7 separate regions of the Mus musculus genome follow, and all the other regions are linked to region 1. Evidence: chromatin contacts called from public promoter capture Hi-C and targeted proximity ligation data. All regions are on one chromosome and are shown on one strand. The core of a region is the stretch at or near the end of the contact, and the rest is flanking DNA. Distances in the headings are between cores, read along the strand shown.

Region 1 (3,646 bases), core at 651-3,150:
AGAGGTAGGGAAAAAGCAAGGTTAAAGGCAAAGGGAGTTGTGGACCTGATTAGAAGTACTTGCTTTGGGCGATTCCACTCTTCCGTGTCAGGATATAAGCAGCCCAGTTCAATAGCAAACACCAAACATGAATCTGTAGCAGTAGCACAATCCAGCAGGAACAGCCAGGCTCTGCTGAAGCGGCCAGAGTCAGCCAGGATACCACGAGACGTTGTTTGGCGAGTGAGTTTCTCCCTATGAAGTGAAGACCAGCGAAGCATTGATGGTATAGCCATGCAAGAACTCCCTCTCATTGTTCGTGGGGTTCCAGTTATATTCTTTCTAAACATCACACACTCTCTCAGGTATCTGTTTTCGGCAAAATATTACATGTCCTCTCACAAGACAGCTTCCAGAAAAACATCACATGATGTGACTAAGTTGTTAAGGAAACCAGAAGTTTCCACTTGAGTGGAGGCTCTGGGAACTTTTGCTGTTTGTTGCTATTGTCCCTCAGGTTTTCTATGTAGCCCCAGTGGCTTGGAGCTTGTGTAGCCTGCATGGGCCTTGAACTTGTGGCAATCCTCCTACCTCCTAAAGAAAAAAAGACAATCTATGCATACATATACATATACACATATATATCAGGTCCAACATGGACAGAGAGTAGATCGCTTCTAAATCCATTGAAACCGAGGTTTGGTGACTTTGTTAGGAGTTATTTCAAAAGGCCTGGTGGGAACAAAAGCACTCAGTAAGCAGAAGAGAGCCTAGGAAAACAGGGCAGTACAGAATACGAATGAAAATCTGCTTAGAAAGAGTGAAAAGAAATGGGCTGAGATGCAGTGCCAATGGGCTTAAGGGAGTCCTGTTGGTTTCTTCTTCTTCTTGTTTTGTTTTTGTTTTTGCTTTTGTTTTTTTGAGACAGTGCTTCTCTGTGTAGCCCTGGCTGTCCTGGAACTCACTTTGTAGACCAGGCTGGCCTTAAACTCAGAAATCCTCCTGTCTCTGCCTCCCAAGTGCTGGGATTAAAGGTGTGTGCCCCTACCGCCCGGCTGGTTTCTTCTTTAAGGGGAAACATGTTTGTTCATGGATTTGCATAACTCGATACTGAAGGAGAAATAAATAGTATAGAACTAAGAGGGCTAGTCACACCAGTGAAAACTTTCAATGTGGAGAATGGCTTGGTAATAGCAATCAAGGGCTTGTGGGATGACACAGCAGATACGGACTCTGGGCACCACGCCTGACAACCTGACCACCATCCCCCAGGTACAAAGTAGAATGAAAGAACTCACATCCCCAAGCTGCTCTCTCACTCTTACACATATGCTATGGCACATGCACGCACACAAAGACAGACATACAGAGCAAAGGAATGGAGAGAGAGGGAGAGGGGAGAGGGAGAGAGAGGGAGAGGAAGAGGGAGAGAGAGGCAAGCAAGAGAGAAGAGGTGGGTGCCAGTGAAGTTCAAGGACCGGGTTTACTGGCAGGAATTGTCCGAATGAGAGTCAGGCCCAAGAACAGCCCATTTTGGGCACTCACTTTCCATTCTCTAAAATGGGCTGACTGGGAACAGAGGTACCTAAAGGACTGGGACTCTGACCTTTCACTACCTACCCACCAATCTCTCCCTGTGTGTCAACCTCGTGGCTAACGGCCAGCCAGGCAGGACACTGTTTGCAACTTCTAGCCTATCCGCGTGGCCTTTTCACTTACCTTTCTCACTTTCCAACCGAGCCAGATCTCCTAGCTGAGGCGTCACTAAATGGAGGGGAGACGGATCTCTAGAATGAGCTGCAGAGGGCATGTAAGTTTTCCAATCGCGCCTGCGCACTGGGATCCTAGGCTCCTTCAGGACAGGTCGTTCTCGAGCGCTCGCTCTCGTGGGCCTGTGCGTGCGCGCACCCCCTAGCTGCGCCTGCGCAGAGGGTCGAGGACCCTGTGTCCTGAGAAGGCTTAGCGCCTGCGCGTTGTAGGTTTCGGGGCCTCCCGGCCTGAGGGAGAGGAACAGGGAAGATGGCGGCTGTGGTGGAGAATGTAGTGAAGCTGTGAGTGGTCTTTTTTGTTTGTTTGTCTCTTTTTTCTTTTTTAATCTCTCATGTACCAGAAATCTTGTAAAGGACCTGGGAGTAGAGAGGGAGGTGCGGGAAGAGACAAGGTAGAGAGAAGGACATGCCCGGGAAGTCCTTGCTGTGCGACTGCTGGGAGGGAGGGCAACAGGAGACTCGGGAGACGGCGCTGGGCTTCTTTTGGAAACTTGTGGAGGACTGGAGGGGGGCACACCGGAGCCCCCGACGGGTGTCCTCCTCGCGGGCCGAGCCCCGAGCGGAGCTGCGGGCTGCGAAGGAGAGGCTCACGGTCCCTGGCCCCTCTCTGGAGACGCGTCAGTCCCGCCAAGCCGAGGCCGGCGGCACTAGGAGATCGGGGTCCCCTCCCCGCCCACCGCCGTCCCTGGGGCCATAGGCTCCGCCGTCCCTGCGGAGTCCTAAGACTTAAGCAGCCTGGTGACGTTAACCGGGAAATCCGGGGTCCACGAAACTAAAAATGTTCTTGGGAAGAACTGGTCCAAGAGCAGAACTTCGGGGAGTGGGGAACTAGACCGGAGCCAGATGGCCTTCCAGTCCGCAGGAGCCCTGAGGTGGGCGTTCTCTGTCCCCCAGATGCCATTGTGCGGGTCAGATTTCCAGTGGAGCTGAAATAAACGGTTGTTGGGCGACACCGGGAACGGGGACTGGCCTGCTAGTCGCTTCCCCTCAGTTGGAGATGTTTGGATGAGGCTCTTCCTTCCTTCTTGAAGAAGAATCAGAGTTTTGGAACGGGGTGCCCATTGGATTTAAGAATGGCCTTCTCTTCCCTTAATGGCCATGTTAGACGTGATGTAAGGATAGAGAAATTGAAGTGTTTCAGCTGTCCAATCAAAGCTTTTGGATTCTGGATGACAAAGTAAAGGTTTTGGAACCATTCTGGAGGACTTTTCGCAGCTTTATCTGTCTTTGTCGTGGGCTGAGCCCCAATCGTCCCAAGAGGCTTTTAAAAAATTTTTTTTAAGGTTAAGTTGCTTCTTCCCTGCTGCTTGCAGCCCCTTTCTTTGAAAATGCTTTTCCACTTCCATTAAGCTAAGTGCCTTCTCTTGTGGCTTTTTTTTTTTTTTTAATCTCGCTTTTGGCTTCATCCTGCTGCCTATTTCAACCACCCCTCCTCCCAACGCTATTATCTCTGTGATCTGCCCACTCCGGATCCCCGGCTCTCTTCAGGCTGACATTTCCCTCAATTTAGAAATGAGGCTGTTAATTTACCAATTTTATAGTTCTCCTTCTGGACTCAGAAGTTAAGTCTTTATTACCCTGCCTTTCTCTTTGTTGGACCCCCCTTATTCCCCTGGAAGGGGAGTTGTCCTGTGCCCCCTCCCCACCCCCCAGGTTTCCTGTGAAAGGAGGAGTCACAGCTTTTACCCTGAAAATCTTACTGTCTAAAAGAATATGCTTGCCTAGGTTTTCAGAATTAGATGTCAATGGAGTTCTTCATGTTGAAAGATGGTCTGGCAGAAAATGGAGTTGCCAACCCATTGGTGTAGTATTTTAAGTGTTGGGTGCCCATTTAAATAGAGCATTGCTCTTCATGCCTCTTTAACTCACTGGTTCCTGAGTATCAGTGGGGCACTAAC
Region 2 (3,646 bases), core at 613-3,112, 440 kb after region 1:
AAGAATGACATGTGCCAGGAGATGATACCATGATGGAACGCATTACTTTGTACAGTAAATACAAAATTAGTTTAAAAATTAAAAAAAAAAAAAGTCAGGAATGGTAACACACGCCTATAATCCCAGCACTCGGGAGGCAGAGGCAGGCAGATTTCTGAGTTCGAGGCCAGCCTGGTCTATGAGTTCCAGGACAGCCAGGGCTCCACAGAGAAACCCTGTCTCGGGGAAAAAACTCATAAACCGCGTGGAAGCCCAGACACCCGATCAGCCCTTGCTTACCCACACAGCTCTCCTGTTCATCAGGCTCGTAGCCCTGCGGGCAAGGGTTTGGTTGTTGAGCATGGGCCGCTGGCGGTGGAGGTCCTTCACCATGGAGATCACTGATGACGGCAGCAGAGCGAGGCAGACACAAATAACCCCCGTAGTGGTTGATGCATTTCATCTCACCCTTGCAAGCCTCCGGGATGGTCAGGCACTCGTTGACATCTGCAGAGAGGGGCCTGCTGGGCACAGCCAGTCACCTGGGCTGGCCCTGGAGGTAGTGGGAGGCAGATGCCCAACTTGGCCTTCTCTAAGCTGAGCAACAGAGCAAGACTTTCTCTCTGCTAGGCAAACTAAGGCTGCTGACCCAGAAGCCCTGCCAGGGATTGGCAGGACTGGGAGTGGGGCCCCCTGTTTCACACTGGTATCTCCATTCTCCTGCCTCCTCAAATCCCTGCCTCTACCTTTGCCCAAGAGAAATTTTGCGGGCCTGCCGACCCACGGGGCATGCACGGCTCTCCCAGGCTGCATTGGGATAAAGAGCTGGGCTAGGCAGGTACAGTGCAGTCCAGGGAAGGTGTGCGTATTTCCTTCTCTCTGGGCAATAGCCAGGTGCTCCCTTCCCTCCTGCAGGATAGAGGCCGTTTGTCCAGCTTCTTGAAGGGGCAGGGCTCCTAACTGAGTGGCACAAGGGAAGCATGGCTGGCTACCAAGCTGGACAGGGAAAAGGGCCATCAAGTTCCTGCAGCAGCTCTGGGAGGTAAGGTATCCCTGGGAAACAACAACCCCCTTCCCAGTTCCTGAAGATGGCTAGTACCCCAGACAGAGACTCACCCCGGCAGTGCTGGCTGTCTGCATCCCACTCATAGCCATCTGTGCATTCCTGGAAGGGAACCCGATGTGGCCAGTGACCACCCTGGCTGTCTCCACCAACTAGCCAGGCCAAGACCAGGGCCAGAGTTCAGAGTCATGCTCGGGTCAGCTCCACACAATGGCCTCCAGCTTTCCACCAACCAAGCCGGGGAGAATCTTGCCCAGAAGCAGCCTCCCCAGGATCCTGATCTCACTGTCCTTCCCATCCCATCCCAAGCTGGTGACCCCACGGTCCCCACCGTGTAGCTGTCCGGCTCCTCGGGATCCTGTGGGGACGCTGCTCCCAAGAGCAACAGCAGAAACGCCCAGAGCAGCAAAGACCCGGGGAGGCAGGAGGCAAAAGGGAGCATCCTGAGGCTGGGAGGTGGTGGGCAGAAGTCAGGGGTTTCTGCCACAGCACCCCCCATTCCCTCTATCTGGAAGGGGAGCCTGGGTCCCAGCTGTCTCGTCTCAGGACTGTGCTGAGGCTGGAACCTTCCAGGGCTGGGGACAGAATCCTTTCGCAGGCCTATGGCCCAGGCCCGCAATCCCGGACCGCCCCGCCCCCGCCCCGCGAGTCGTGAAGCGCAGGCCTCCCCGCTCCGCGCAGCACCGACTCGGCCGCCAAACGGCCCGCGCCCTCCCTCCGCTGGAGGCCACTCACGCGTCGACTCCAGCAGTGCCTGCGGGCGGGCGGACGGACGGACGGACCGCGCAGCTCACTGGACGCGCGGCCCCAGGAAGCGCCCCCCGCCCGCCCGCCGGCCGCGGCCCACCCCGGCGCCTCCGCCCGCCCTTCGGCGGATTCCTGAGCCCGCGCCAGGGGGAGGGACCCCGACCCCCCGGCTTCTCCGCCCCGGCCGGCCACAGGCCCCCACCCGGTCCCCCGCGGCGCTGCCTGGAGTCGCCTGCGGACGCCCAGCCAGAGTTTCCCAAAGTTTGGATCCTTAGGCCACTGACCTTGATGCTTGGCCCCCAAACTCACCTAAGGACCCCGGGCCTTCACTCAAAATGTTATTCTGCCCACCTAGACCCTATCTAACCTGTGCCTCCGGAATCCCATGCTGTGCATTCGCACCTCCGTGTAACCCGATTCTGCGCCTCCCAGAACCTACTAGGCATTTAATCCTCAGAGCTTCAAATTCTACTCCTTTCAGAATTTTATCCAGTGTTAAACCATCATCACTTAGATGATCCTAAAACTTCATCCAAGGTTTCCAGACCCTCGTCCAACTTAATTAATTGTCCAAATTAATTGTCCAATTCCCTCTGCATCCACATCCACGGCCTCCAGGTGGTCTCTTTACTTGGGGTACTGCTTCCCCAAGCCGTGCCAGCGCAAAACTACAGTAGTATGGGGGAGAGGGCAGCAGTATTCTTGGCTCGAAATGAATGGAAGCCCCTGGGAAGGCGGGCAAGCTTGAACTTGGGCGCGGAGGACACTAGGGCCCAGTGCCAGCCCTTTCCCGAGCCTCTTCCCATCCAAGTCCCCCACCCAGTTTCCGCCTCCGCCCCCAGCGGAGATCATGCCTTGGAGGCGGAGTCTGGGTGCCTCCAGCGCCCAGGAAGGGGTGAATGGGCGGGACTTCGCGTTGCCCACGTCTCAAGGCGGGCCTAGACGGGAAAGGGTTGCGTGTCCAGGGTTCCCGTGCCTGGCCCAGACCGCTAGCGGCAATAACCAGGTCTTCCTTAACTTTCCCTTACCCAACCTCTTTCCATCTTGTTTGTTTGTTTGTTTTTGTTTTGTCATTTTGAGACAGGGTCTCACATTGTGTAACTCTGACTGTTCTGGAACTCACTAAGTAGATGAGGCCTCGAACTCACAAAGATCCGCCTGTTTCTGCCTCCTAGGCTCTGGGATGAAAGGTGTACACTACCATGCTCCGCTCTGCCTTGACGTTTAAAAAAAAAAATCTGCTTCATTTCATTTAACTGTCTGAGTGGTAATGTATGTGGTATATTCGTGTGTACCTATTCACCTTATGTTTTAAGACAGGGTTTGTCGCTGGAAATTACTAATTTAGCTAGATTGCGTGGCCAGAGTGCCAGAGTGGTCTGCCAGTCTTCACCTCCCTGGCCCTCTAAGGGTTACAAACCTGCATCACCACTATAGCTGGCCTTTATGCTAGGGCTGGAAATCTGAACCCAGACCCTCATGCTGTGTAGCAAGCGGTTTACCCAATAAGACATTTCCTCAGCTTCCATTGCCTTGATTAGAAAAAAGAAAAAAAAATTAACGGGCTGGAGAGGTGGCTCAGCAATTAAGAGCAATGACTGCTCTTCCAGAGGTCCTGAGTTCAATTTCCAGTAACCACATGGTGACTCACAACCATCTGTAATGGGGATTGGATGCCCTCTTCTGGTATGTCTGAAGACAGCAACAATGTACTCACATACATGAAATAAATTAATAAATCTTTAAAAAAAAAAAAAGAAAAAATAAAAAAATTAACTTTTAATGATGCATATACATGTGTATCTGTGTGTTGGTATATACACCCGAGTGCAGGTGTCCACAGAGGCCAGCAGTGTC
Region 3 (3,646 bases), core at 305-2,804, 390 kb before region 1:
ACCAGCCACATTGGCCAAACTTGGTGCCCAGATCCAACCTCCTGGACAGGATGCCTAATACCTTTGTCTTGCCAGAAGGGGTGGGGGCTCTGGGCAGGAGCAGGGACAAGTTGGGGCAGGAGAGGCGTGAGTCACACCCGGCCTTGGAGTTACCTCGGGAGAAGTCAACAGACATGCCCTGTGTTGGGGTCCCAAGCAGAGGTGCCAGAGGCAGGCAGGGAGAAACACACATATGTGTAAACACACACACATGTGCCACATGCACACACCCAGGTACAGGTGTCATGTGGGAGTGATGACAAATCAGACACTTGTAAAACACAGAAGAGTCACAGAGAAACAGGCAGGCAACGGGGGCAGGGCCGTCTAACTGCTCTCACCCCAGAAAGAAATGGCAGGACTGGCTGGTAGACCCCCATCCATATTTGGCCTAGCCTTGTGTCTGCCCATAGCTCAGGAGCACCAAGAACTCTGATCGCCTACAGGGTAAACACCCCATGTTTCAGGCCCAATTCCCATGCCCTCCTCACCAAAGCCTGGCCAGATGTGTCCAGTGCCCACATTGGGTTTAGGATCACCCTAAGTCAGCCATTCCCAAGGATTCAGACGAATCAAATAAAACCACTTCTAACAAGACCCCAAATCCTCCAAAGGGGTTGAGGTTGGTTCTTGGTCCCGGCTAGGGATTGAAGTAAGGAGACTTGTCTGCAAGGTGAAGGACGAGGACTTTTGAGTGTGTGACAGGTGAGAGGGGTCCTAGAACAAAGTGCCCGTCCTCTTGAAGAACGGAGGAAATAGAGAAAGTCTGTATGTTTATGTCACACAAAACGGTGTCCGCCTAAATGTATGTTCTAGGTAGAGCATGAGGTGACCGTTGTGAAAGATGTGTATTGGCAACATGTCTGGGGTCTGTAGCAGGGTATGTGGGAAGTGTACCTTATGTACCTGTCTCTGGGAGTTTGAAGTAAGGTGCAGGTGAGCGAGCGGGCTGTGGAGACCAACGGCAAGCGTTAGATACAGCACAATGAGGAAGTTTCAGGAATATGCCACTCCCGGGAAAAGGTCTGGGGGCACAAAGCTCCAGGTGTTGTCGTCCCTCCAGCTTCCCTTCCCGGGTGTTGCCCGGACCACTCACCCCAGCTCAGAAACTGCGCCACGTTACGCTCCCGGCGCAGGGGGGCGCTGCTGAGCTCTTGGTGCACCCCCAGCAGCAGATCCAGGAGGCCGTCGAGCCCTGGGCTGCCACCAGCTTCGCCCCGTACCAGCTGCTCCAGCGCACGCAGCCGCTGCTCCATGGCTGCCGCTGGAGCCCCGAAACCCGGGCTAGAGCCAGGCCGCCCGCATGCCCCGTCCGTCCGTCCGCCCGGCGGTCCGTCTGTGGTCCCGTGGCTCGTTCTGCGCGGCTTCCCCCCTCCCTCCCGCCCTCCCCGCTGTCACCTTCCTCGGTCGCCACCCGCGCTCCTTCACCTGGTCGCCCGCCCCGCCCTCCAAGCCCGCCCCCGACGGACGGGCAGGTGCGCGCCGGCCAATGGGAGCCGCGGCTGAAGGTGAAGGTGGGAAGGCGGAGGCGCGCGGGGGCGGGGCCGACCCTCGTCCAGGAAGTGGGAGGGCGGGCCACGAAAAGTAACTCCTGGGCGGGGTTGGAGGGGGTCCGTTGGGGTCGCAAAAGGCCCCTCTGATCACGGTGCCACCCCAGTCCCAGCGCCACCTAGACCCTCATGAGACACTAACCTAGACAGAGCCTAGCGCAACTTCCCGCGGGACCCGGCCAGCGGCCTGTCCCTTAGCCAGGCCAGAGGGGCTAGGGACGGTTGCGGCCCTGAAGCCGGATGGGAGTTGTAGTCCGCTCTGGCCTCGGTTTGAAAGCGGCGCTAAGGCAACACACCCATCTACCCCCAAAAGTTTCTGATCTCCTTTAAATCCTTAAAACTAACCCAGAGACATGTAGTTGAGGTAGGATGGGCACACTCATTTAGCATGAATACACTGCGGCTTTGGAAGGCTGAGGGTAGGGGGTCTCTGAAACTAGATTCTCGTGTGGACCTAGATGGGACTGATTTTCAAGGCTTTGGCGGGAACAAGGCCCTGAACTGGAACGTGGAGGGCACAAGAAGTTTGAGATGTGCTGATGGAGGCAAAGGAGGTGGAGGTGCTGGCTGTGTCCAGGGAGGTTTTTTATTTCTGGCCATCTGTGTTGGTCTTGATGGTGACAGGCCAGATACCAAAGAGAAGGGTGCTCTGGTGTCTTTTGAACAACTTGTTTAAAGGCCTACTTAGAGGGCTTGCCTCTCCTTCCAGACTGCAAGCTGAAGACCTTGACAGGATCGAGTCATCAGCGTTGAGGGAGGAAGCATTCTGAATGTTTGCAGGGGCAAAGTGAGTGGGACACCCAAATCCCATCTAACGGGGTCTAGAAACATTACAGGGGTTATGTTGGGGTGGTGGTGTGGGAGTGCACGCCTTTAATCCCAGTACTTGGGAGGCAAAAACAGGTAGATCTCTGGGATCCAGGCCAGCCTGGTCTTCAGAGTAAGTTCCAGGACAGCCAGGGCTATACAGAGAAACCCTGTAAAAAAAAAACAAAACAAAAAAAAAAAAAAAAAAAAACCAACCAACCACTGTAGGTCTCTCATTTGATCTTTACAGAAGCCCCTTCTCCATGAGGTCCACAATTTGAAATGGGGAAAACACAGGCATATATTTCTTTCCAGATCTATCAGGCTGGGAAAGAGACTCAGGATTCAAATTCAATGCCATGGCACTGCCAAGGGAGGGTCAGGGAGGGCAGACTGGAGTTTGGATTTACGGTTTTTGTTGTTGGTGTTGTTTTTATCCTCTCATATAAACTAGGCTGATCTGGAACACACTATGTAGTCAAGAATGACCCAGAATTCCCAGGCGTACTGCTTCAACTTCCTAGTTCTTAGATTACAGGGTGAATTGATGGAGCCTACTGGCTCTCTCAGGGATTCTGAACCTCCTCAGCACAGGGCAGGGCTGGGGCCCACAGAAGCCACAAGGAGGCGCCAGAGACTAGGGGAGGAATGAGTGTCTAGTATTTGCAAGTCGTCATGGAGAACTAGGAGGCTGGGACCCTTCCTGTAATGCTGATTCTCTAGTCACAAAGGTCAGTCAAGGGCCAACTGCCCAGGCCTCCGCTCTTGGCAAGGTCCTTGCATCAACTTCCCCAAGACCCTTAACCTCTTTGAAAGCTGAATTCTGAGAAAATCCCAACCCCAAGCAGGCTTCAATGCCATACCAGAGTGGGAGAGAAAGGCCAGAGCTGGACTCAATTGAACACACCGACTGGATATGGTGGCTCGGTACTCTGAAGAGACAGAAAGATCTCTGAGTTCAAGGCCAGCCTGGTGTACATAGTGAGTTTTAGGATAGCCCGGGCTATATATAAAGACCTTGTCTCACTAATTAAATAAATAACTGGGCACGCCAGTCATCTCAGGCACTCAGTCCTTTTAGGTTCTGTCCTAGTTTTTTGTTTATTTTGAAACCTGGGTATCCTGGGCTGGATTTAATTCTCTACAGTCTAGATAGGTGAACATCTCGTCCTTCCACCTCTACCTCCTCCCATGGACCTGTTCCACGAAGTTTTAGGGAATCCATGGCTTTCTTCATGCTAGGGGACTCT
Region 4 (3,646 bases), core at 658-3,157, 380 kb after region 1:
ACTCACACATAGCCTTCTCCCATTCTTTCCCAGTCAGAGGAGAGCACCAGGCTCTGACTTGTTCCATCTTAGGACAGATGGATTAATGGGTGGATTGTTCTGTTTGTAGACATCGAATACACGTAAAACCACTACAGGTGCTGTCTCTCAGCGTGTTGGGATCCACAGTCCACACTGGCTTCTGGCATCTGCCCTTATTTTGGGGAGGGACTGCTTGGTTATTTTTTCAAAATAGAATCGCATGTAACCCAGGCTGATCTCAAACTCCCTATATAGCCAAGGATGGCCTTGAACTCCTAATCTAATTGTCTCCACCTCTCTGGAGCTGAGACTATACACATACGATTTACTCTTAACCCCAAAAGGCCCAGCTCCAACTAGATTAGGAGAGCCTTGATTTTGGCTCAAGACTTGCCATTGGTAACATGTGCTAAGGCTTCCTTTATCCTCTCCCTCTCACCCAGTGCTGCCACGAGAGCCCTGGACACGAGCAAGCCCAGCATGGGCGACAGTAAAGTTGATTTCTGTAACAGTGTTCTCCCAAGCCCGCTTGCCTCAGCAGGACTCTCTCCAGACGGTCCCCACCACACACAGCTCCCTCTCCTCTCATTCTCACCTTTGATTTGTCTTTTATTGCCAAATAAAAAGCTTGCTACCTCAACAACAAAAAGGAAGACGGATTTCTACCCTGATACATCAAAAATCCTTTAAGGTTTCATAAACACAAGTAATTATTACAAAGGACTGGGGCCATAAGGAAAGAAATGGGATCCAGCTAGCGTGGAGCACTCTGGGGACTCTCGTCGCTGATGGCCCGCCCTTGCTGGGCCAGTCCGAAGGAGAAAAGGCCGGTGGCTGCTGACAGGTCTCTTAGATGCCTACGGTTTTAGAATTGACAACCAATAGATGATCTAACAAAGGCCATTGTGTCTTCTGTCTGAGAAGCAGAGACTGTCCCAGAAATCAGAGCGTATCTGCTTGTGCACAGGACAACTCTGAGAATAGGCCACTTTGCCACCTGCAGATCAGCACAAAGGTCTTTATATTGTCTCTCCCCGCTCTCGTTCCAGCTTATTCTCCTTAGACACCAAGTTCATTAAAGCAGACATTGAAACAGTTAAACCCAATCAATTTCTCTCCACTTTCCATTCTCACACCCATCAGCTCCCTCACTTAGGAGACGCACTTGCAGGAAATGAATATTCCTCTACATCTGCTAGCTCTGAGCAGGAGGAACGTCTTACAGTCTTGTATCAAACTGGCTCTTTCCGGATTAAAAAGTAATTATTCCAAAAGACGGCTTTATGGTTAAAATTAAACTAGCTGAAAGCTATTAGAACCTGGACTTTGGACAAATGCCAAAGAGGGCGCTCTGGGCATCTCTTGAGAAGGGGGAGAACTCACCAGAAAGAAATCTTAAGCAAATAAGCATATTAAAAAAAAAAAAATAGGGAAAATGCTGAAACCTGTTCCGCCACCCTCCCTCAGTTAGAGGCACTTCTAACATTAGGAAAGCGAAACCAGCTGTGGGTGGGGCAGACCTGCCAGGTCACCCTGCCTGAAGAAACCCAAGATTGTGCCTACATGAGGGACGTGCAGCCGTGGCACAGAGGCAACAACCAGCTGGCACTCTGTATGGCTGCTTGCCTGGGGACCCGGCACGAGAACTGGATGAGACAGGTCCATGTGTCTGTGGTCACTGGCTCGCTGTTTGAAGTTAACTTCAGTGACTTGCCCTGGTTTGTTATTCCACAGTTTGATTAAGGAACAAGCGGCTAGGAAAACAAAAGAGGGCACTAGCGTGCAAGGAAAAGCCCCAGGGCGCTGAAAGCTTGCTGGGTCAGGAGTACTGGAGTCCCAGTGGGTGTGGTGGGGTAGGGACCAGGGCACATTTGGTAGAGCCAAGACGGTTCCGCGGCGCCCTCTGCTGGTCGATTGCGACTACACCTGCGGCTAGACTGATGCTGGGCTGACCCTGAGCGCCTGCCGTTTTCCTTCTCATCCTGCCCTCTGCTGGACAAGAACCCTTTCCACCTCAATCAGGCCTCAGAAAATAAGGTGTGTTAGGCAGAAATCTGCTGGGGGCAGGGAGTGGGGGAGGTGGGAAGCATCTATAAAATGGTCACGGTGGTCACACTACTGTCTGAGCTGTTCTCGAGTAGCAAATGAAATGCTCTTTTACTGGTGACTTTCTGCTTCCACCCTCATGTGGTCCTGCTCAGTTCCTTGGAAGATCTTTGACCCTATAAGAATTTCCGCTGTCTTGTTCACTATCTGACCTCCACCTCCACCTCTTCCATACTGAGGTTTGGGCTCAGGGCTAGCAAATGTTAGGTGAGCAGTCTGGCTGAGCTAAACCCCCAACTTCCTTCTTCTCTTCGAGACAGGAAGATCTGGACCTCATCCTACATCAGTCTCCTAGGTAGCTGGGGTCACAAGCCTGCACCACCATGCCAGTTCACAAGTATTCGTGGTCTTTAAAATTTTTTAATTTTTTAAAAAATCTGGACAGATGAACCATCAGTTAAGAACACTTGTTGCTCTTGCGGAGAACCCAGGTTTCGTTCCCAGAACCCACAAGGTGGCTCATGACCATCTGTAACTCCAATTCCCAAACATCAGATGCCCTCTTCTGGCCTCCATGGGCACCAGGCACTCTCACAGTGCACAGACAAACATGGAGGCAAAAATACCCATGCACATAAAATAAAATCTGAAGTACAAAATAAATTGTATCACATTATTTATTGTGTGGGAAGGGGAAGGCGTGTGGGGCTCACTGGCTCTCTGATGCAGCTCTGGAGGAATCAGCTGACTCCTTCCCCTGTGTGAGTTTCAGGAACAAAAACTTTACCTCCTGAGCCATTTGACCAGCTTTCACGAGTAAATACTTCTTCTTTCCCTCTCTTCTTCCTTCCTCGTTCCTTTCCTTCCTCCTTTCCCAGGATTTCAGGTATTCCAGGCTGACCTTGCTATGTGGCCAATTACGACTTTAAACCACTCGTCCTCCTGTGTCCACCTCCTAAGTACTGCGATTACAGGCATGCTTTACCACACTTAGTTTACCAGTGTGGGAATTAAACCAAGGGCTTCACGCTTGCTGGGCAAACAGTCAGCCAAGCTACATCCCTAGGCTCCGAACAGCCTTTCCGACAAGTCCGACATAAATTAATCTGCTGTTGATTATATGCTCAGTGTATAAAACTCCTACTAGCCTCTCTGTTCCCTGGGTAAACATATTACTGTATCCTTAGCACCTACCTACCATAGTACAGTACTCAGTGGTGTACTTGTATGTAGGTGCTTGGTAATACCTATTGAATCAACGCATAGATGAATCAATCATAGGAACTGGTATACAACAGCCGGAAATGGAAATAACAAGGTCAGACAGCTCGGGAAGAGGGACTCTATTTTAGGAGAGGTGGCATGGTGACGTATGTTCTTAATTCCTGCACTTGAAAGGCTGAAGCAGGGAGGACTCTGTGAGGTCAGCCTGGTCTACACAGTGAGTTCTAGGCCGGCCAGAGCTACATGGTGAGACCCTGTCTCACACAGCACCATGAAGGGCTGAGGGGATGGCTCAGCTCTAGTTGAACAAGCCTGAGAGCCTGAATTCAGTCTTTGGTTCCTGACAACCACAGTG
Region 5 (3,646 bases), core at 781-3,280, 330 kb before region 1:
TGCTGGCCCACCCCAGGCATGAGAAGAAGCAGAGAGACCTAGTCAAGAGCAGCAAGTAACACATCTTCATCCTAGACAGGCAGAGTTCAAGGTTAGGTCCAGGAGAGGGATTGATCCAAGGCCAAATGACCCCAGTCCTAGACCCACAGTAGAGCTATACAATCAAGACATAGGAAGGGGATGCTGTGCTGGGTTTGTATCCCTGTCGGCCTGGGAACGCCTGAGGCCATGAGTCACTAGTCTTCTCCCTAAGAACCCAGGTGCTCTGGGTAGTACTCGGTAAACACCCGCTGAGCCCACGGATAAACAAACAAGGCCAGAGCCAGAGGCAAGCAGAGGTTGAGTCAACCTTCCTCTTCTATTGATGGGGACACTGAGGCCTAGGCATTTGTCTTAGTCACTCCAGGTACCAGGAAAGCTGAGGCTGGGAAGGGCTCAACTTGGTCCTTGGACCATGTAGTTGCTTGGAATGCCTTCAAGGTAGGGTTGTAGGGTGAAGAGCAGAGAGGGGTGGGCTTAAGTGAGGTGCCTGGGCTGTCTGGGAGAGGCTAGAAAACAGCCAGGGCCCTGGACAGCCCCCCCTCCCAAAAAAAAAAGAAACAAGAGAGTGGACTGAGAAGGCATTCTGGCTGAAAGCAAAAAAAAAAAAAAAGGGAACACCCAGATGTTGGATATTTTTCTGAGCGGTTTAAGAGGCGAAGGTCAGACACCTCTTATACCAGGCCATTAGAAGATGCCACCATCTCTTCAACCCATATTTGTTCCCAAAGGCATGGCTCACCTCTAGCTCTTTCTAAGTGAAGCTGCAGACCCATAGGCCAGCTAGAAAAGAGAAAGAGGCCAGCCCTGCCACATGCCCATTCTACTGCTCTTGGAGCTAGGATGACCCCATACCAGCCCTTAGCTGGAGCCTCTAATTGGTGGCTCCTTGGCTACTCCCAGCCATCAGCTGTGAGTCAATGCCCCTCACCTGCCACCCCCAGCCTCCTGCTCAACTCCATACCCTAGGCCTCAGACCTCCTGAGCATCAGGCCCAGCTTCTCCTCCCATCCCCCACCCCAGCTAGCCTGAAGCTAAACCTCTACACCTCTCCTGGAGGGCTGCCCTCCAGGTAGAGATGCCAGAGACCAAGTCCTTCCCTAAACCCAAGCTAGGCCCCTCCCACTCTCCCAAAAGCAGGAAGTAGAGAGCAGCAACAGTCACACGAGGTGTGGATCAACACAGAAGGCAGTGACGCTGTTGTTGACATCCACATCCGGGGGCGATCTCCACCCCTTATGCCCAGGATCATGGGGTGAGGAGGTCAGGACACATCTTTCTACAGGTGCCCCTGGCAGGGCTCTTAACACCCCCAAAGCCTCCCTGACTACCCTAGTTCCAGCTCTTGTTACTGCCTGGCTCCCCACAACATCTCTCTGCTCCCCTAGCTCCCGGGAATCCCCTTCCCCAAGCAGCTCTCCCAAACTCCGTATGATGATGGTGACATTTTTTTTTTTAAAGTAACACCTCACTTCCTAGTCTGTCTCTCCTAGAGAGGTGAAGACAGAGACTTCTCTCCTAGCTTCTGGTTAAGTGGTGACGGGCCAGCCAGGGGGCCTGGCGGAGGCGGTCGAGACCCACTGGCCTCTCCAAACACGGTGCCTGTCCTCCAGCCCAAACCTTCCGCGAGGACCCTTCGCTGGCCCGTGCTCCCTCTCTCCACACCATCCCACCTCTGCCCTGCCTCCTCACCCAGGTTTCCAGGTGAATATCCCGCAGGGCAACGCTGCCCTTGTACAGATCCAGGCTGAGCTGGTCCAGGCTGAGGTGCTCCTGAAAGAAGTGACCCAAGTAGTGCTGTAGCAAGTAGCGGCAGACACGCTCTTTCACACAGTTCGACCATGGCCACAGCCATCGTGACATCTCGGGGACCGCCGGGCCCGAGCCGCTTCCGCTGGCCGACAGCCGGCGATCTCGGTCCGGCTGTGCTGTTCACTAGAGCCCCCGGTTCGCCCCGCCGCTTCTCTCAGCGCCAGGCCGCGCCCCCGGACGCCCAACCACGCCCCCACGCTCGCTGCCATTGGTCATTGCGAAGGGCGAGGCCCACTGATTGGCCGCGGGAGGCGGAGCCTTGAAGAGCGAAAAAGGGACTGGGCTCTTTGCGAGATGAAATGCTCCCAATCGTAGTTTACGCTTGCGCGTAAATTCTGAGTGGGAGGACCTTTAACCTCCTTGCTTCAAGCTGCGGAAAGGCTGCAACCGTAGGGCGACAGTCCGGGCCAGGAAGAGTGCGCATGTGCCGATTTGTCCAACTTTTTTTTTTTTTTTTTAGGTGATTGGGAAGAATTTAAAGGAACAGTGACTCACCCAATTTGTAGACAAGCTTATCAGAGGAGTAAAGTCAGTGCGAATTTTGCAGTCTATCTTTTGGCAACAAATGCACATTTGCACTTTTATAAAACTTTTTTTTTTTTTTTTTTGGAGACAAGCTTTTCTGTATTTGGCGGTTCTGAAACTCACACTGTAGTCCAGGCTGGCCTTGAACTCATAGGATCCTCCTGCCTCTGCCTCTCTATGATGGAATTTAAGGCGTGCATACATCATCACGCCCAGCCCTATGAAACTTGCTTTAGTCCTTTATCTTTTTTCATTTGCTTATTTGTTATTTTATCTATTTACATTTCTGTTTGTATGTTTTTCGAGACAGGGTTTCTCTGTGTATCCCTGGCTGTCCTAGAACTCACTCTGTAGACCAGGCTGGCCTCTAAAGCCTGCCTCTGCCTCCCAAGTGCTGGCGTTAAAGGCGTGCACCACCACTGCCAGGCATCTATTTACATTTCAAATGTTATTCCTCCCAGTTTGCCTCCACAAAACCCCTCTCCCCACTCCTCCTAGCCGCTTATCTTATCCATTATTGTTAACAACTCCCTAAAAAGGCACTATTTGTTTCCACTTTTTTTTTTCTTTCTTCTTCCTTGTTCTTTCCTTTTTTTGTTTTTTGTTTTTTCCGAGACAAAGTTTCTCTGTGTAGCCTGGCTGTCCTGGAACGCTCTGTAGACCAGGCTATCCTTGAAATCAGAGATGCATCTGCCTGTGCTTCTAAAATCTGGGATTGAAGGCACACACACACACACACCCATTTCTCTCTTTTTAAAAATTCTGTCAGGTCCCCAAGAAATTCCTTTTCCCAAATTCAGACATTTAGACAAAAGTGAGGATTCCCTCAGGGACATACACCAAGCCAGTCTTTGAATTCCAGGCTAGCCTAGTCTACAGAGGGAGTTCCAGAACAGCCAAGGTTACACAGAGAAACCCGGTCCTGCAGGGTGGGGTGGGGTGGAGTGGGGGATGATAGTTCCTACTTGCTAAGAGGAGCCATTCTGCTTATCTCTGGCAAAAGGGACTATGACTCACATCAATGAGAGTCTTTGGTGCCTAATGTATATCTATCAAGGTCCATGCTAACCTCTTGGGCTACCTGAGTCCCTACTCATAAGTACATGGTACAGAGTCATCCTGGCTGGCAGACCCTGTCCCCTAACCTCTCCAGCCCTGGAGGTTCATTTCTTTGCCCTCTTTGCTTTCTCTGCACCCCTGCTCCCCTCTCTCCCTGCTCTGGACTCTTCCAGATGCCTCTGGCTGTTCTCTTCCTTGCATCCACAAGGAA
Region 6 (3,646 bases), core at 821-3,320, 310 kb after region 1:
CCCCTGTCAGATCTTGGCCTCCTATCCTACCGAAGTTACTGGTCCCAAACCATCTTGGAGATCCTGATGGGGCTGAAGTCGGAGAGCGGGGAGAGGCCACAGATCACCATCAAGTGAGCCCAAATGCCCACCTGGGGGTTGTGGTTTGGTCTGTCTGTTCCTGGGGTTTCTGGGGACAGATGAATATCTTCAGGGGACTGAACTTTCCCCCACTTCCACCCCCACAGTGAGATCAGTGAAATCACTAGTATCAAGAAAGAAGATGTCATCTCCACACTGCAGTATCTCAACCTCATCAATTACTACAAGGTTAGGAGGCATGCTCAGGGGATAGATGAGATATGGATGCAGGCTCTGAGCTGACATGAGCTGGCTCTATCTCTTGCTCAGGGCCAGTATATCCTAACTCTGTCAGAAGACATCGTGGATGGGCATGAGCGGGCTATGCTCAAGCGGCTCCTTCGGATTGACTCCAAGTGTCTGCACTTCACTCCCAAAGACTGGAGCAAGAGAGGAAAGTGGTGACACACACTACCCATTGCCATACCACGAGAGCTGGCCGAACCATGGCTAGCACCCTGTCTTGTCCCATTTGAGCTTCGAAGAGGCACGCAAAGTGAGACAGGCCGAAGAACAGACCCAAGAGGAGAAGAGGCCTAGGAGGGGCCCACTAGTGGCCAGTGCCAAGGCAAGCTCAGGTCTAGGCCAACTCCGAGGATAACTGGCTTACTGGCCCAGGTCCGCTCTGAACACGTGGACCAAAGGGATCCAGGCAGCTGTGTACATTAAGATGGGTGGGGAGCATTCTGTACAGGACCGGTGATTGTAAAAATTTCTTTTATAAAGGAGGAGCTGGAGGGTGGGGTGGGCGCTGGTTGCAAAGTTCTGGCCCCTCTTGCCCCCAGAAATAAATTGTTTATATAGGCAGAGCTATCAGGAGTTCTTACCAAACTGGGTGCCATGTAATGGCAGCTTCAGGGTGCTAAGGTGCCCACAGACTCAGGCATTGTGAAGATCTCATTTATTGGGATAGAAACAGTCGCTCCAAGTGGTGAGAAGGGATCTGTGACTGTCATTCTCATGATCTGGTTCTCAGTCCTCAGGGACCTGGGCGTGAATCTGCAACAGGAGTCACTTCTACTTTGTGACTTATAATACACAGCAGTTGGGTGGGGACCCAGCTGCTCAGGGTGATAGCCTCGTCTAAGAGAAAAGTGGGGAATGCCCCCCACCACTGGGAGTTTGGGCCTCCGGAGCCATGATCCCCGTGGTGTTTATTGCCCTAAAGCCCCCAAATCACTAGAGACACTATTCAAATCGGATAGAAGGACTGACCAAGTCTGAGGAGGAAAAGGGCTCCTGAGTATACGTACCGCTGCTGCGAGGCTGGGCCAACCTAGGGCCCTATGCACTTTGGCATCTGGACCCGGGACCGTTTCCAGACCCCACAAGGTGAAATGGCTGAAGCTGCCGGTGGCCCCGATAAGGCGGTCCTGGAAAAGGCCGGGTTGAGACTCGGGACAGCAGCTACTGCCCTCACCCCAAACCTACCATCTCCCTTTGCTCACGAAGTCCCGCTCCAGCGGCTCCTGCGCCTCGTCCGCTTTGTCCTCCGCGTCCCCGGAGAAGTTCAGTTTCCCTATCAACCCCTCTCCCTTCTCCTCCGTCACCATCACGAATCCCGCAAACCCTGGCGGCACAGCTACCTCCTCGCCCCGCAGGCCGCGACCGCGAAACGACGCCTGTAGCCCTGCAGGAGGGACATGCAAAGCCATCAGGCCAGCCTGGCCACGGGAGGATGTACGGGTGGCGTCTGCCGCGGGCCACGAAGCCCGAGAGCCGCGGGGCCTGCTCGGACTCACCGTCTGCATCGTGGCGGACGGCGGGCGTGAAGAAGCGATCTACCGGGGCCGGCCGGCTGACTAGAACGTCGCAGGGCAGGAGGTGCAGCTTAGCCGGTGCGGCACCACGCAGCGAGCCAGGGCGCAGGTGAATACGCTGTTTCCCGTCTGCCGCTTCCTCCGGGTTCTTCATCTCAGAAGCTTGTAAGGTTCAGGCAAAAGCTGGCGGGTGAGGAACGCAGGGCCTGTCGGGAGACCGAGCACACTAGATGCAGAGCCTTATGGGAAACGTAGTCTTTTCTCTGGCTGTTCTCTGTAAGCACCTGCCTTCCTGTGCTCAAGTCTTTATGTGTGATCTCATTCTTGTGCCTCCACTTCCCAGTGCTGGGGTTTAGCTTGCGCCACCGTGCCCACCCAGCCCTAATATTTTTATGGTTTTTGTCGTTTGAAAGCAAGCAAACAACAACAAAAAACTGAACGGATTCCTAGAAGAGTCCTATTTAAATAGGTTGTCTGACAAACTATTTTTGGTGGTGATGAGGATTGGACTCAGGGCCTTGGACATATTAAGCACGTGCTCTAGGACTACCATCCTGTAGGGAAAAAAGGCCAAAGAAAGAACACCCGACCCCTGACTTGACTCTAAAACCAGTGTAAATGTTACAGCTCTGAGGAGAAAGGTATCCTGGCAGTTGGGAGCCAAAAATACTACGAAATCACATCCTACAACAAACCTCACATAAGAGAGTTATTGGAAAAGAGACAGGAGGGAAGGCGGCTGTCTCTGCTCAGAAGCAGCAAAGAACGGAGCAGGAGGGTTTTGGAGATGGGGCAGAACTATCCAGAGTGCTCTGAGAATGGAAGGATTTTGCAACCTGATGTTGGGGCAGCTCAGGGACTGATGCAATCTGTGGCTTCATCTTGGGTGGGTTTTGTTGTTTTGTTTTTTCTTTTCTTTGTTTGTTCGTTTGTTTGAGATAGGGTTTCTCTGTGTAGCCCTGGTTGTCCTGGAACTCACTCTGTAGACCTGGCTGGCCTTGAACTCAGAAATCCGCCTGCCTCTGCCTCTCCTGTGCTGGGATCAAAGGCCTGCGCCACTATGCCTGGCTTGTTTTGTTTTGTTTTGTTTTGTTTTGTTTTGTTTTGTTTTTTCCTTAAGGCAGGGCCTGGTTAATTTCCAGTGGGGCTGGACATAATGATTAGAGAAGTCTTGAGGGCAGGGCCTGGCTGCTCAAACCTCAAGGGAAACACACTGCCCCTGGCCTGTCTCCATGCCTTAAGACTTGGAGATTCCAGCAAATAATATTTCACTGTTGGTCTCCAAGTAATCCTTCCAGCTGCGCTGTATTTCCCACCAGCTCACACTGCACATGCCCCACCAGCTCACACTGCACATGCCCCACCAGCTCACTGCACATGCCCCACCAGCTCACTGCACATGCCCCACCAGCTCACTGCACATGTCCTACCAGCTCACACTGCACATGTCCTACCAGCTCACTGCATATGCCCCACCAGCTCACTGCACATGCCCCACCAGCTCACGCTGCACATGTCCCACCAGCTCACTGCACATGTCCCACCAGCTCACACTGCACATGCCCCACCAGCTCATTGCACATGCCCCACCAGCTCACTGCACATGCCCCACCAGCTCACACTGCACATATTGTACCTCCTTACACCCATTGTCAAGCCATCTCATACGTTCCAGTGGGCTTTCCCAGCCTGAACCACTAATCAATAGCCCGAATAATAGCTCTTAGCTGTACCTTTCAACTATCAAAGGGACTCAGCTGCTCTGA
Region 7 (3,646 bases), core at 404-2,903, 270 kb before region 1:
CCAGCACCCATGTAAATGTCTGGTGAGCTGGAATGCCAGCCTCAGGAGGTAGAGACAGGGATCTCCACAGCAAGCTGCCTAGCAAGACTGGTTGCACTCACAAGCTCTAGGTTTGATTGAGAGGCATCACCTCAATTGGTGAGGTTGAAGAGTAATGGAGGCCAAATTCTAACATCAACTTCAGGCCTCGTACACATGTGAATACACATACACACACTACATATACATGAAAATGAAAAAAGAAAAAGAAATGTTAAAAAAAAAAAAGCAAACCCAGTTTGCTGAGAGATACCCGGTTACCTGAACACCTAACCAAAGACACACACACACGCCCTTCCTGGGGAAACAGGGGATTTTAGGAAAGAAATTTCTCCAAATATTTTTCTTTAAATATAATTGTTTCTATTATTATTTTGTGTATATCAGTGTTTTGCTTCTATATATGTCAGTACACCACATTGAGCCTGGTGCCCACAAAGGCCAGAAGAGGACATCAGATCCCCTGGAACTGAAGTTACTGATGGCTGTGGACCCCCATATGAGTGCTGGGAATCAAAATCTGGTTCCTCTAAGAGGAACCTGCGCACTTAATCTATGAGCTATTTCTCCAGCCCCAGAAAATATGTCAGTAGTCCATCCCTATGATCCTAGCACTCAGGGTGGAGGCAGGATCAGAAGTTCAAGGTCATCCTTAACTATGTGCTGAGTTTCAGGCCAGCCTGGGTTACATGAGACCCTGATTCCATGAGTATCCAAACCAAAAACAAACAAACAAAACAAACAAAAAATAAAGAAATGAACAAAACCACCAAGCAACAAAGACTGCAAAGCAAACCAAAACACAAGAAAAAAACAACAAAACATGTGACAGGAAGCATGTCAATGAAAAAGTCGTGTGTGTGTGTGTGTGTGTGTGTGTGTGTGTGTGTGTGTGTGTGTGCGCCGCTATTAAACCTGGGTTAGGGAGTAGTTAAAAGCCAGAATGAACACTTCCTTTGACTATCTGGAAGTTTCTGTACAGAAGGACTGGGTGGGGGCAGTGTCTGAGAAAGCTGGATCGGTGTCCTAGGCAAACATGGCACCACCCTGGACATGAGAGGGTTGAAGAGCACTCCTCACTAGCCCAGAAGACATAGCTCTCATCATCTCTGAGCTGGTTACCCTCTGGAGGCTCATGGCGGCCATTCCCTGCCACTGCCACCCCAGCTCTCCACCCTCTTCAAGCTTCCAGTCTGCACCAGTGCCCAGCCTGCCCTTCAAGGCCTTATAGCCAACGGCCGGGTTGGGCAATCCCCAAGCCAGGCCTCAGGGACCAGGGTCCTCCAGAGGCTGCGTGTGGGGCCCGGCCCAGAAACTTCCCTCCAAGGCGGAACCCGCTCAAAGCCCGGGGACACCAGCAGCGGGGCGGCGGTTACCTCAGCCTCGAAGCGCTCAGGCGCTGACAGCCACACTTGTCGCTCGCACACTGACTAGGGTTCCTCCAGCACCTCAGAAAGGTGGCCACGCTTGACTTTCTGCTCAGAAATCTTTTTTTTTTTTCCAAGAGAGGACGTCGAAGTCAAAAGACTGCGGGCCAGGGACTCAGGTTCTCGTCGGTCTCCTCTGAACTCGGCCTTTAGCTTGATGTGCACAAGCGAAGCCTTGGAACTTCCCGCCAAATCCTCCGCGCACGCGCAGATTTGAGGCAGGGCGGGGTTTCACAAAACTGAAGCCTGCGCAAGAACACCTAACTTCTGAGCGTCACGCGCAGCCTCATGACCTATCCCTTAACTACTATTATTGTTTCTTGAAAAAAACCTTTCTCGCGCCGGGCATGATGGCACACGCCTTTAATCCCAGCACTGGGGAGGCAGAGGCAGGCGGATTTCTGAGTTCGAGGCCAGCCTGGTCTACAAAGTGAGCTCCAGGACAGCCAGAGCTATATAGAGAAACCCTGTCTCCAAAAACAAACAAACAAAAAACCCCATTCTTGTGTGTGTGTGTGTGTGTGTGTGTGTGTGTTTTACAAGCAGCATTTTGCTTCCTTCCACCATGTAGGTTCTGGGAATGATGTGCCGGATGCCCAAGAGCGTTTTACACTGAGATTTACGCATGCATTGCTTTCTTCCCACCTGCGCACCTGCTCCAGTCGGGTAAAACTACTTTGAGGTCTCTCCTCTGTGCCAGGCACTCTCCATACACAGCACTGTGGTGTATGCTTGCCTTTCATCCTCATTGCCAGACCCTAGGGCAGATCTTTTGTAGTCTGATTTAATCCAACCAGGAAATGAAAGGATTTATGAAGTCAGGATGCTTGATCAGTCATGGTATTCTGCTTCCTGTTGGTCGGGTTTTATGTTCTGAATCATTAGGGAATTTGGCATCCTTGCCTACACAGCCTAGTGTGCTGGACTGGTGATGATGGGCCCGCATCTGTGGGAGATGGACCCATGGCTCTCCATTGTCCAAGCTCTGCATTTCTCTGCTTAACCTGCTGTTCCCTCTGTAAGGACTGTCCCTCCCCACCCTCAGCCCTTCCACATGCCTCCTCTTCATACTTAGAGCCATTAAGCACCTACTGGCTTAGGAAACTGGATCTCAGGGGTGGAGTTGTTTTATCTAAAGAGGACCTCATGGGCTGGGATGTAGCTCATTGGTTGGGTGCTTGCCTACCATGCACAAGGCTCCAGCGGCGCATATCTGAGCGGGTGCTGGAGCTCCCTGTAATCCTGCATTCAGGAGCAGAGGACCAGAGAGTCATCCTGGAGAACACAGGAGTTTGGGATACATGAGACCCTGCCTCTAAAAACAGAAGGCTGGTCATGGAGGCCCACCACTAATCCAAGTCAGGGGAGGCAGAGACAGGTAGAGCTGAGTTCAAGGCCAGCCTACTATCCTGTCTCCTTTAGCCTAAATATAAGCCTAACCATACCCTGATCCTTTGTTCACAGGAACTCCCAGGACAAATCCTGTCCTTGGAAAGGGGTGGGCTTGTAGGCAGGAGAGGCAGAATGGTAGATCAGAGATTCCATTGCTCTAATACCTAATACCCTGAAGACTCAGGATCCTCTTGAGACAGGGTCAGAATAGTTCATGTCTCCTTTAAGAACCCCTGCTGCCTATATAATCCCTAGGTCCCTAGAGCTGAGGGAGGAGCCTCTTTATAGCTTCACTTCCTACCACACCTAGGGCTCCTCCCCAGTCTCTCCCCGGCTCCCTCTGGGACTCCCAGGGCCAATTACTTGCCAGGCAACAGCCCTCTGCTCAGGAAAGCCAGCAGGCAGGGCTAGGGCCTGGCAGGGCCACCGGGAGCAAAGCTGCCTGGCTCAGAAACGCAGCCCTGGGTATGAGGCAGGTCTCCAAGGGTAGAGACTGTTACATAGTCACTTCCTCCTTCTCTGTGTTGCATTATCTGGGTCACTGTGAGTGGGTGAATCCTGCTGGCCACCCAGGTGTGAGATGTATGACTGAGAGAAGGGATGGGGTACCAGAGGAAGGCTTAAAGCGGCCTCCTGCAGCTCTGAGGTTCTATCCAAGTCCTTGCTGCCTTTGTGTGTAGTTAAGAAGTAGAGGTAGTTCCTGCAAGTGGTGGCTACATAGGAGAGAAGGCAAATGAATAAATAAATAAATAAATAAATATCCCAGGAAGAATGTGAAATTCCTAAAA

The links. Promoter capture Hi-C pulls out the DNA fragments that hold promoters and counts their contacts.
Region 2: a promoter capture Hi-C map of neural stem cells shows a contact between it and region 1. A contact is called at or near these places in 15 of 39 promoter capture datasets (the 3T3-L1 cell line, the C10 cell line, the HPC-7 cell line and 8 more), 1 of 484 Hi-C or Micro-C datasets (B cells), 2 of 130 datasets of targeted methods (bone marrow-derived macrophages and embryonic stem cells) and 4 of 9 other capture datasets (adipose tissue, embryonic stem cells, liver and 1 more).
Region 3: a promoter capture Hi-C map of pre-B cells shows a contact between it and region 1, with 4 times the contacts expected there. A contact is called at or near these places in 8 of 39 promoter capture datasets (the HPC-7 cell line, embryonic stem cells, fetal liver and 4 more), 5 of 484 Hi-C or Micro-C datasets (CD8 T cells, embryonic stem cells, pro-B cells and 1 more), 20 of 130 datasets of targeted methods (the SCID.adh cell line, bone marrow-derived macrophages, cardiomyocytes and 12 more) and 4 of 9 other capture datasets (adipose tissue, embryonic stem cells, liver and 1 more).
Region 4: a contact with region 1 is called in a promoter capture Hi-C map of pre-B cells, with 8 times the contacts expected there. A contact is called at or near these places in 13 of 39 promoter capture datasets (the 3T3-L1 cell line, the C10 cell line, embryonic stem cells and 6 more), 7 of 130 datasets of targeted methods (astrocytes, bone marrow-derived macrophages, embryonic stem cells and 2 more) and 3 of 9 other capture datasets (adipose tissue, embryonic stem cells and liver).
Region 5: a contact with region 1 is called in a targeted proximity ligation map of the SCID.adh cell line, with 15 read pairs. A contact is called at or near these places in 13 of 39 promoter capture datasets (the C10 cell line, the HPC-7 cell line, cranial neural crest and 9 more), 9 of 484 Hi-C or Micro-C datasets (the AML12 cell line, CD4 T cells, cerebellum and 5 more), 15 of 130 datasets of targeted methods (the SCID.adh cell line, astrocytes, embryonic limb bud and 6 more) and 4 of 9 other capture datasets (adipose tissue, embryonic stem cells, liver and 1 more).
Region 6: a promoter capture Hi-C map of the SN4741 cell line shows a contact between it and region 1, with 5 times the contacts expected there. A contact is called at or near these places in 11 of 39 promoter capture datasets (the 3T3-L1 cell line, 3T3-L1-derived adipocytes, the C10 cell line and 6 more), 1 of 484 Hi-C or Micro-C datasets (CD4 T cells), 8 of 130 datasets of targeted methods (the 230-238 cell line, the SCID.adh cell line, T-cell acute lymphoblastic leukemia and 4 more) and 4 of 9 other capture datasets (adipose tissue, embryonic stem cells, liver and 1 more).
Region 7: a promoter capture Hi-C map of the SN4741 cell line shows a contact between it and region 1, with 6 times the contacts expected there. A contact is called at or near these places in 3 of 39 promoter capture datasets (the SN4741 cell line, neutrophils and stem cell-derived epiblast-like cells), 2 of 130 datasets of targeted methods (astrocytes and embryonic stem cells) and 1 of 9 other capture datasets (adipose tissue).

The regions. Positions count from the first base shown.
Region 1 is chr19:5,911,125-5,914,770 of GRCm38.p6, reverse strand. Dpf2 (D4, zinc and double PHD fingers family 2) reads left to right here and starts at 1,900. Exons shown (of 11, transcript NM_011262.5): 1 at 1,900-2,030. The coding sequence starts at 1,999. Gm42067 (predicted gene, 42067) reads right to left here and starts at 1,817. Exons shown (of 2, transcript NR_168272.1): 1 at 1,699-1,817; 2 at 1-234.
Region 2 is chr19:5,472,906-5,476,551 of GRCm38.p6, reverse strand. Efemp2 (epidermal growth factor-containing fibulin-like extracellular matrix protein 2) reads right to left here and starts at 1,862. Exons shown (of 11, transcript NM_021474.3): 1 at 1,778-1,862; 2 at 1,374-1,491; 3 at 1,096-1,144; 4 at 280-486. The coding sequence starts at 1,484.
Region 3 is chr19:6,304,365-6,308,010 of GRCm38.p6, reverse strand. Cdc42bpg (CDC42 binding protein kinase gamma (DMPK-like)) reads right to left here and starts at 1,554. Exons shown (of 37, transcript NM_001033342.1): 1 at 1,136-1,554. The coding sequence starts at 1,295. It overlaps Gm52380 (a long non-coding RNA gene), which reads left to right and starts at 1,465. Exons shown (of 3, transcript XR_003952842.1): 1 at 1,465-1,547; 2 at 2,299-2,376.
Region 4 is chr19:5,527,797-5,531,442 of GRCm38.p6, reverse strand. It overlaps the pseudogene Gm31166. Among named protein-coding and RNA genes, the nearest start is that of Snx32, 19 kb to the right of the region's middle.
Region 5 is chr19:6,240,052-6,243,697 of GRCm38.p6, reverse strand. Atg2a (autophagy related 2A) reads right to left here and starts at 2,030. Exons shown (of 40, transcript NM_194348.3): 1 at 1,732-2,030. The coding sequence starts at 1,902.
Region 6 is chr19:5,600,297-5,603,942 of GRCm38.p6, reverse strand. Rnaseh2c (ribonuclease H2, subunit C) reads right to left here and starts at 2,070. Exons shown (of 4, transcript NM_026616.2): 1 at 1,863-2,070; 2 at 1,569-1,750; 3 at 1,374-1,493; 4 at 984-1,119. The coding sequence starts at 2,034. The coding sequence ends at 1,093. It overlaps Kat5 (K(lysine) acetyltransferase 5), which reads left to right. Exons shown (of 14, transcript NM_178637.2): 12 at 1-113; 13 at 228-309; 14 at 391-929. The coding sequence ends at 525.
Region 7 is chr19:6,182,352-6,185,997 of GRCm38.p6, reverse strand. It overlaps Majin (membrane anchored junction protein), which reads right to left and starts at 1,653. Exons shown (of 11, transcript NM_001165919.2): 1 at 1,416-1,653.